Linked DNA regions of Triticum aestivum: region 1 is linked to region 2. Evidence: chromatin contacts called from public Hi-C data. All regions are on one chromosome and are shown on one strand. The core of a region is the stretch at or near the end of the contact, and the rest is flanking DNA. Distances in the headings are between cores, read along the strand shown.

The links. Hi-C and Micro-C count contacts between places; a contact is called where the count stands out from the background.
Region 1: a Hi-C map of leaf shows a contact between it and region 2, with 4 times the contacts expected there. The contact joins the promoter of LOC123096295 here to the enhancer-like site in region 2. A contact is called at or near these places in 4 of 5 Hi-C or Micro-C datasets (leaf, root and an unstated tissue) and 1 of 1 datasets of contacts at active chromatin or transcription factors (leaf).

What each region holds. Positions count from the first base shown.
Region 1 is chr4D:73,347,603-73,352,174 of IWGSC CS RefSeq v2.1, reverse strand. LOC123096295 (lipase-like PAD4) reads right to left here and starts at 2,177. Exons shown (of 4, transcript XM_044517989.1): 1 at 1,993-2,177; 2 at 1,422-1,800; 3 at 1-35. The coding sequence starts at 2,018.
Region 2 is chr4D:73,119,407-73,124,092 of IWGSC CS RefSeq v2.1, reverse strand. LOC123096294 (protein translocase subunit SECA2, chloroplastic) reads right to left here. Exons shown (of 30, transcript XM_044517988.1): 26 at 4,531-4,600; 27 at 4,268-4,457; 28 at 4,036-4,159; 29 at 3,487-3,561; 30 at 2,671-3,411. The coding sequence ends at 3,238. Among protein-coding and RNA genes, the nearest start is that of LOC123096294, 12 kb to the right of the region's middle. Within about 2 kb of position 1,697, at least 2 of the 8 cell types and tissues checked have an H3K27ac peak or open chromatin away from gene starts, as enhancers often do. A contact at or near this core is called in leaf, where this site is marked.

The sequences.
Region 1 (4,572 bases), core at 928-3,427, 230 kb before region 2:
ACCACCGCCTTGCCCCGGATCTGATTTAGTAGCATCTGTATTGTCATTAACCCAATTGAATGAGTAAGAAACCATTTTCAGCAGTGAAAAAACATCAAAACACTAAAATACTGAGCTAGAAAAAAAATCTGATGCATAACTGCAAATAGCAAATACTATTTTCAGGAGAAAGATCAAGGAGAATATAAACATCCATATTGATTCATAAATAAGAAACAGGCCACAAATTTTATTTAGAATAGCAAGAAAGATACGAGAATTATAGTACCAGATGAAGACAGGTGAAGATCTTTGAAGCATTACTGAACTTGTCAAGAAACAATTAAGGTCGTATGTCTGCTGACCGAGTAAAATGATCCTACGTAATTATAACCAAATTCAAATAAGTTGTTTACATCTGGACAGCACATGAAGAGTATATGTCATCAAAATCAGCATGTGCTCTGGATGACAGTAAACTATGCACTATTATTCTTCATGGGCGACTGAATTTCCTAAATGCTCTAGATGCAGCGCTCATCCAGAGCACGGAAATTTCCCCCGATTCTAATGGGAATGCAGTTGTTGCATCCACTTCATGTGAAATTACTGCATAATTCCCAGCAAATTCATGCGTTCCAAATAAAGCCGTATGGTATACTTCCATGCTGCTCTCAATCATCCTCATCTGTTGCCCGTGGGTCACACCAAAATTCCTTGCATGCAAGTGACAACAAAATAGCAATAGCATACAGACTTCGTTGGGTGATGCGTAATGCGCCATCTGTGCCGTACTTTTTGTTTGCAGTGACATAAAGTGGACAGGCGCACAGCATCTCAAGCTGGCCGCCATGTTCGATAGAGATTGGATCTTTTCGATGAACTTACAAACTCTATGTCAAAAGGCACCAAATTGATCGTAAAAAAATCACACAGAAAGAAGATATACACTGAACTAGCCTTAGGCAACACAAAATCAATTTCAGACGGCACTACAATAAACAAAGAAGGTTAAGTCAACGGCAATCTCACATGCAACCTTTAGATTTGGTTTTCTTTCTAACAAATGATTTTATTTTTGTTTCATTATTCCACAAGCCACAATGTTATTAAATTTATTGTCCCAGTTAAGCTCTTAAGTTATTATCTGGTGAGATCTCAAATAATTGACACTGTCATAATATAATCGAGTACATTATCTCATCTACTGATGTCCGAAGTCTGAAGTCTTTTAAGTGTGAACACAAGGACATACCAACCAACTAAAGACAGGCGCATCAACATCACCATAACTTGGCCCATAGGACCAGAACGAAAAAATATCAGATCATCACGCTAACAATCATCACAAGGAAAAATGATTAAGCTGATAAATCCAGGAGATAAACACCCGATTAAATGCTGATTGATGAGATATTCGGCTAATTGATTGACTAATTTACCTGGAACTCAGGGGAGCCGCACAGTTTCAAGAAGCACCGCAGAGCCAGCGCCTGCACGGCGACACGCTCCCCGGCGGCGGCTGCGTCCGGCTCGGCGGCCGCCAGCTGCGGGAAGGCCCGCGCCCCGGCCGCGTCGCCGCCGAGGCCGACCGGCGCGAAGACGTCGGCGCCGCTCGCCACCGCCGGGCGCGCAACCGACAGCGCGGCCTGCAGGCCGGAGAAGGCCACGTACACCGTCCCCCCGTCCCCGCCGCCGTCGCCGTGCGCGAACCCGGAGGAGGCGGCGCCCATCGCGGCGGCGGCCGCGCACCGGTCCCAGGCGCGCGCCAGCAGCGGCGAGGAGGCCAGCAGCGCGCCGAGGACATGGCTGGTCTCGAACCTTCAAAGCGCACACGCATTTTCAGCTCCTCTGTACATCTCTCTCCCAAATTCCTCTCCTTTTCTACCACCAAATCATGGCGCGATTGGGGGAAGCTAAAGCAGCCAAGCTTTCGTGCGCGGAGTGCGCCGGGAAGTACTTATATACGCTGAGAGGAGAGAAAAGTTATGGAAGAAAATCGGAGGAACTTACATGGAATTTTCTTCTGCGTCTTCCATGGCAGGCGGGCGAGCTTCCGGGAAATGGGGCGGCGCTTGAGAGAGCGAGAGAAGGGCTGGAGGAGGGTTAGGAGAGGAAGTGGTCAAGTTTACTTTGCGTGGCCTCCGCGCTCTGGTGTGGTGGGGGCAACTGGGCAAGGGAGCTGCAATTTCTATCACCACTCTGGTCAAATATTTCGTCGACTTTGCATTTAAAGGCCCGGAGTTTTTTTTCCTAGTCCTCTCGTAGGGAAAATGCAATGTTTTAATAAAGAAATGGTGGATAACTTGCACCTGAATAGATAACTTGCTTCCAATAGTTTATTATAGAAAAGTAATATGGTCTTGAAACAGGATTTCGCCCCGCTTTATATATAAAGCATCAACCGAAGAAGTACACGGCCGAACGATACAAGATGATGAGGTAGCCCTCTTACAAAGCTGATCCTGAAATATCTGACACACGAAGAATCCACGCGACTACGCTACCGGCAACTAACACCGGAAGAACTAAACACCCTCACGCTACGACATAGCATACCTAAGCTCCACGACAACGCCCTCAAGAGGGAAAACGACGCAGAGCGTCGCCGCTGCCGAGTCCACACCGGACACAGGTCTTCACCCGGAACCCTGACACGGAGAGAAGAACCACAACGACGTCTTCAAGAAGATCACGACACCCTCGGGTGTCGCCGTCGTCGGCGCAAAGGCACGGAGCTTTCGCTCAGTAACTCGCTTGTGCCACAACGAGGCCGCCAGGAAGAGCGCGGCGATGACAGAACTCCAGATCTAGATCGGGATGCCGCCCCTCTAGGGGAGGGGGCGCGTCCAAGTTACCCAACGCAGCACCTCTCGTTGCCCACAAAACCCGGGAGTGAAGCCACCACCACCACCATGGTGCCTGCCGGAGAGCAACCATGCGGACCGCCATCCGGGCCGCTGCCCCGGCATCCCTGTCGCTAGATACCGTGTGCCGCACACATCACCACGCACTCAACCATGATAGGAGGAGTGATGTTAGTCTATCTACTCGTAGCCTGGCATCAGTCCCCGAGTCTGGGTAGGCGCCTTCACCATAGGAGGAACCCACACCTGCGTCCCCAGCCAGTGCCAGGTGGACTGGGGGGCCCGACTCCGAGACTGCCGACGGCCATCGGCGAGCCTGCCCCGAGCCCATGGCCAGGCAAGCTCACACAGTTCCATATTCGTGGTCGCCGGCGCCGTTCCGTGCACCAACACAACAATAACACGACCACCACCAGCGAGCACCTCCCGGGCCAAGCCCGGCCTCTCCTACCTGAAGCACAAGCCACGATCCGGCACGGGCCCCGACCTGGCCTGCCCGAGCACGAACCCTAGATATGCACCTTCCGCCGGCACACATCCAGGAGAAGGAGGTCGCCACCGCCACCCCTCGCCATCAGCAGACCTGCAGCAGCCACGACGCTGTAGTACCTCCCGCCGTGCACCCCCGCCCTGCCCCAACCGATCCCCAACACAGATCAGGGTCGAGCCCACCAGCACCAGCCACCACGCCCGGGACCGAGCCGTGGCAGCTAATCACCGCCATCTAAGCCCGCGTCGCCTGCTGGCCAAGACGGCCGCCGTGGTGATGTAGGGTAGAACCCTAGATGCCCGATCTTTCATGAAATGGAGGGGATCCTACGAAGAACACGAAGAATACGAGGGGAAACACGAGGGAAAACACGAGAGGAATCACTCAAACCAACAATATTCAATTACACATGTGCTAGATCCTCAAAACAGAAAGAGATACACGATCCAAATCCAACAAAGGACGATACAAGAGGTAACTAGTTCATCTCCGTGAGGAGGCCTTGAGGGGGTCTTCCCGCGAGGGGTCTTGAATCCGCTTGGGGGATCTTCTCTGAAGAGGTCGTGAACTCCAATGGAGAAGTAACCAAGTGGATGAGCAAAGCTCTATCTCTCAAATGAGCTATCACGTTGCTAACTGATACGTCTCCAACGTATCTGTAATTTTTGATTGCTCCATGCTATATTATCTTCTATTTTGGACATTATTGGGCTTTATTATTCACTTTTATATTATTTTTGGGACTAACCTATTAACCGGAGGCCCAGCCCAGAATTGTTGTTTTTTGCCTATTTCAGAGTTTCGCAGAAAAAGAATATCAAACGGAGTCCAAACGGAATGAAACCTTTGGGAACGTGATTTTTGGAACGAACATGATCCAGGAGACTTGGACCCTACGTCAAGAAATAAAGGAGGAGGCCACGAGGTAGGGGGCGCGCCTACCTTCCCCAGGCGCGCCCTCCACCCTCGTGGGCCCCCTGTTACTCCACCGACGTACTCCTTCCTCCTATATATACCTACGTACCCCCAAACGATCAGATACGGAGCCAAAAACCTAATTCCACCGCTGCAACCTTTTGTACCCATGAGATCCCATCTTGGGGCCTGTTCCGGAGCTCCGCCGGAGGGGGCATCGATCACGGAGGGCTTCTACATCAACACCATAGCCCCTCCAATGAAGTGTGAGTAGTTTACCTCAGACCTTCAGGTCCATAGTTATTAGCTAGATGGCTTCTT
Region 2 (4,686 bases), core at 448-2,947:
GAAGGGGCCCCGCCGCCACCCACGCCGGTCGGGCTTCACCTGATGATGCGCACCGATGGCAACGAGAAGGGAAGGAAAAGGAGAGAGTTGGACGACAGCGGCTAGGGTTCCCTTATGTTGCTCGACGAAGAAGCACCTCACAGCCCATGTGCACCACCCGGGCCGTGCCCAACCTCACCTACCTGGAGCTACATCCCGAACCCACCTCGTGCCTAGATCTGGCACGCCCGAAGCGCGACCCTAGGCCAGAGTCACCGCCTACGCGTATGCAACAGGCACCATGGTCGGCACCCGTCTAGCCCCGCATGTCGCTGGCTTGAACCTGGAAGAAAGGAGGCCACAGTCGCCACCATGCATCGCTTGAAGGAGCACAGCCACCAGATCTGTGTGGTCGTCGCCACCATAGGCCCACACCATCGTCATGCAGCCTCTGCGTCGCTGCCACCTGCCACCGCCGTCACCGAAGCATGGCCGCCGTCACACCACAATGCCCCCACACAATGTGGTGCCCTCGTCTGAAGTAACCGCCCGTGCCACCTCATTCCACGTAGAAGGGGGAATGGGCCTTGCCGTCACCCAAGTTGGTCAGGCTTCGCCCGATGACACGATCCGACGGCGGCGAGGAGAAGCGAACGAGGAGGAGAGATCTAGGCGCGGCGGCTAGGGTTCCCTCCTACCGCTAGCGGGAGTGATGGGAGGGACGAAATGTTTTCTTGGTACTTCTATCTATACTCACTAGGAGGTAGTTCTCCAACTCACCATGATATTTAAGTAGGGTTTCCACAAAGTAGGAGTACTCTTTCAACATGTGGTTGGATGGTTAGAAGGGTGGTTGTACCCCCATCCCATCAGGGACCAAACTTCATGTTTGACATATGTGTGTCTCATAAAGGTAAGGTGTATTATTTTTAGTGGGAGGCGACATTCCCGTCGATAGCGAGGTGTCTGTGTGACTTTGTCAATATCATTCATGGACGAATGGTAGGATGTCCATGCATGCATTTATATACATTAGTGTATATCCATTTGCGTCAGCATCTATGTATATACTGTATTTCTCAAATAAAACACCATTCTCCAAATAAAGAAGAGAAGAAGGATTAAAGCAGAGCCTAACGAAAATGCCCAGTTGAGTTGAGTTGAGTTGGGTTGAGCAAGGGGAAACTACTAGTCGCGGGAGAATGTCAAAGTATTGGACCATATGTGTGTGGTCGTGGTCTTTGTTCAGCAGGTACTGATGCGCCAGCCTCGGCGAAGACCACAAGATAAGTTGACGTGGAAAATTCAAACCAAGATCTTTCTTTTTCATTATCTTTTTTGCGGGTGGGGCTGGGCACACATGATCGAGGGCTATGTGCATACATAGAAGTGAACTCATTCATGGCCGAGTGGCCCGAGAATAAGTATATGCCGTATTATTTATTTGAATGATACTATGTGTTAACTAACATGCACGTCCATGCGTACATGCAGGAAGGACACCCTGCTGACCCACAGGGCATTCTGTGATGCCCTAGCTGAAGAGACTGCAAGGCTTATCGCAGCTGCAAACAACAGCAGCAGCACCAGTGATGATGGGTCTGATGATATGTAGTATACTTTTTTTTCTTTTCTTTTTTTGCGGAAGATATGTAGTATACTGGTAGTACAGTACTAGTCGTGTGCCCCAGCGCCAGGACACGATTGATCAGGCTGGTCTCGGTCCAAGTCCACTGCGGTGCAGATTCTTCACCATTCTGTGCGGCTGCAACACCGCAGACCACACATATATTGTGGGTGCAATAAATTCCCTGACGGCAAGGTAACCCAGCCGCTACTACTCTGATATAGCTGGTCAGATTCAGATAGACAGATGAGTGGCACTTGCCATCCAACACGAATGACACGCGACAGGATCACCCCATTCATTCCATCCCAATATCCCATCCTAATCCTAAAAAGAAAAATCGAAAATAAAGTTGGATGACACCCAACCGTTACTGAGATGAGGCGCACGCAACAGGGGAAACGCACGCGCACGTCATCCATGATGTCACACGCATTCTCGAGGGAGTGAGATCATCTCGCGTGTTGAGAGCGATGCTGGAAAAGGGGAAGAGAAGAGGCCGCCCACGCGAATGAAACGCGTGGAAGGTAAGAAAATATATACTCTACTCTGATACTACCTTTTATTATGTGAAATGAACACATGCCTGATAGCTACGCCGGGAAGATCCAAAGTAGAAAAGACAGCGTAGCTGCGTATACGTGATACCGTGACACGTCGCGTTACCATCATGCAGTGTCACTCGTGCCAACCACCTCTCTACTTGCTCGCGCGACACTTGCAATATAGAATGCCAGAGGGAATATGCGGAATGTAAGGAAGCCGCAAAAAAAATACCCTAGTCGGCAGCCAATGTGCAAATAGCTCATGACAGTATACCAATGTCGATAGTGATTCTATCATGCAAAGTATCTGGAAGGTTGAAATATTTGCCTTGTCATCATCATCAAAAGCAACGACTTGACAAATGTCAAACACTACTGCCCATTAGGACAGCCTCAAGAGTTCCGTGTCCACAAGCCAGATACTCCGCGTGCATGCAATTCCTACTTGTCTGGTAAAGGTTTCACTCACAAAATAGTACAGACTGGACAGAAATATATGTATGATACGACAACACAATGTGCGCAAATCTGTATTTTACTTGGAGTTGCAACATATAATGAAGCTCTGATTGTCACTGGCAAAAACTGATGAGCACTTCATGTGTGCGTCATCACCTAGATCCAGTTATGTAATATACATCCCCTGTCTGCACTTCATCTATATCAAGTTGCGTTTTCTACAGAGTTAACTCGTTGCTGGAGTTATCTACTCGTACTAGATAGTGGTTAATGTCTATTGTCTTGTAACCTACTCCCTCCGTTCCAAAATAGATGACTCAACTTTGTACTAACGTTAGTACAAAGTTAGTACAAAGTTGGGTCATCTATTTTGGAACGGAGGGAGTATATCTAAGACTCCGGGGGAAGGCCATCCATATGAAAAGCAGAAAGCCTAACCCTAATGTCACCTGGCTGCCATCCCAGTCAAGCCTGTGTTAAGAGACTTCCCCACTGATGAGGAACCAAGCCAGCAATCTAGACACGAAACACGTTCAAACAATATGAGATTGCACTGGCCATGCATCAGAAGTATCTGGGTGTGCAGTCTCTTGAGGAAAAAGATTCATCAGATGTGATGTTACTCGGCTATTGATCCGCAGTGTTGAATATCTCTTCAGATTCCATTGGAGATGACCAGTAACGGAGTAGGGCTTCGACTGTCAATCGTCGTGTGGCACTCAACATTGAGATGAAGAACCGACAGCCATCAATCTTATACTCCTCCAGAGGATTTCTGTGCCCAAAGCTCCGGACATTCACCTAGTAAAAAGTAAAAAAAATCTGAGTCAATGATAGAAAACTGGTAATCAAAGAGTCTAAAGAGATTGAAATTACCGCAGAACTAAGCTTGTTCATGTTAACTAAATGGTCCTTCCACAACATATCAAGTGTCTTCAGAAGTGCTTCCCTCTTCAATTCAACAGAGTTGCATGATTACATAAGAATATGTGTTGACTTGAGAAAAGGATAAAATGGTCATGACGAAACACATATAACTTGTCAGGTAATGCCAAAGTTACATCCATTATGCATTCCCATGACGCCACAATCAAGATCCTTTATTTGTAACTATAATCTTATGCTAGTTGGTACTCCCTCCGTCCCATAATGCAAGACGTTTTTGCAAGCTAACATAGTTTGCAAAAACGTCTTACATTATGGGACGGAGAGAGTAAATAATATGGTTTCACAAACAGAACTTCACATGATAAAAATGAATGGGAACTTGAAATAAGAACAGAGTAAATGCTATGCAGATTGCAACATCACTAGCAAAGTACCCAAGAAAGAATATGACCTTGACCTCCACAAAGAACACATAGGTCTCAGTGGGGCTTTATCCCCTGACAAGACCACATAAACATATTCGTAAGAGAAGCAAACCTCAATTCCCCTGATGTACGCATCATGATGACGGGACTCTTGCAGCACTTCCAGGTAGGTAGCTATTAGAAAATCCCCAAAATATTTCCGAAGAAGATTGACAATGTTTGTATATCTCCCTTTCCTGGATTTTTATCACATAGATGAAGTATAGAGAAACAATGAATACCTGAGGGTGAATGTGTAACACCATGTTGAAGAAAAACATATACGGGATTACATCACAACTTACTTTGATGTATCATCAACACACATGGCAAACCATCGCATTGCTGAAGATGTTCTCTTACGAATTCCCCTGAATGAATTAGGTGGCACTGGCATGTTTGGGAGAACAAAATTATCGACCTCCACAGAGCCATATCTAAGTATTTGCTCAAGTGATGATTGTAGGTCTTCCTCTTGGGTCTCCTTGAATGTTTCTGCAGAGTATCTCAAAGTCAGAAGAGTTAACTGCATAAGAACATGAATTCACTATATATTTAGGCTTATTACCTGTCAGCAAATTTCCGCCTAGACTGGCAAGCTCATCCAAAAGCTTTGCCAAATCCCACGTCTTAGGTGGCTGAAATGAAATGTAATCAGAACAGCTGACATATAGCACACCAAAAGGAAATTCTAAAAATGATATATAAAAATCAGGGCAAGATA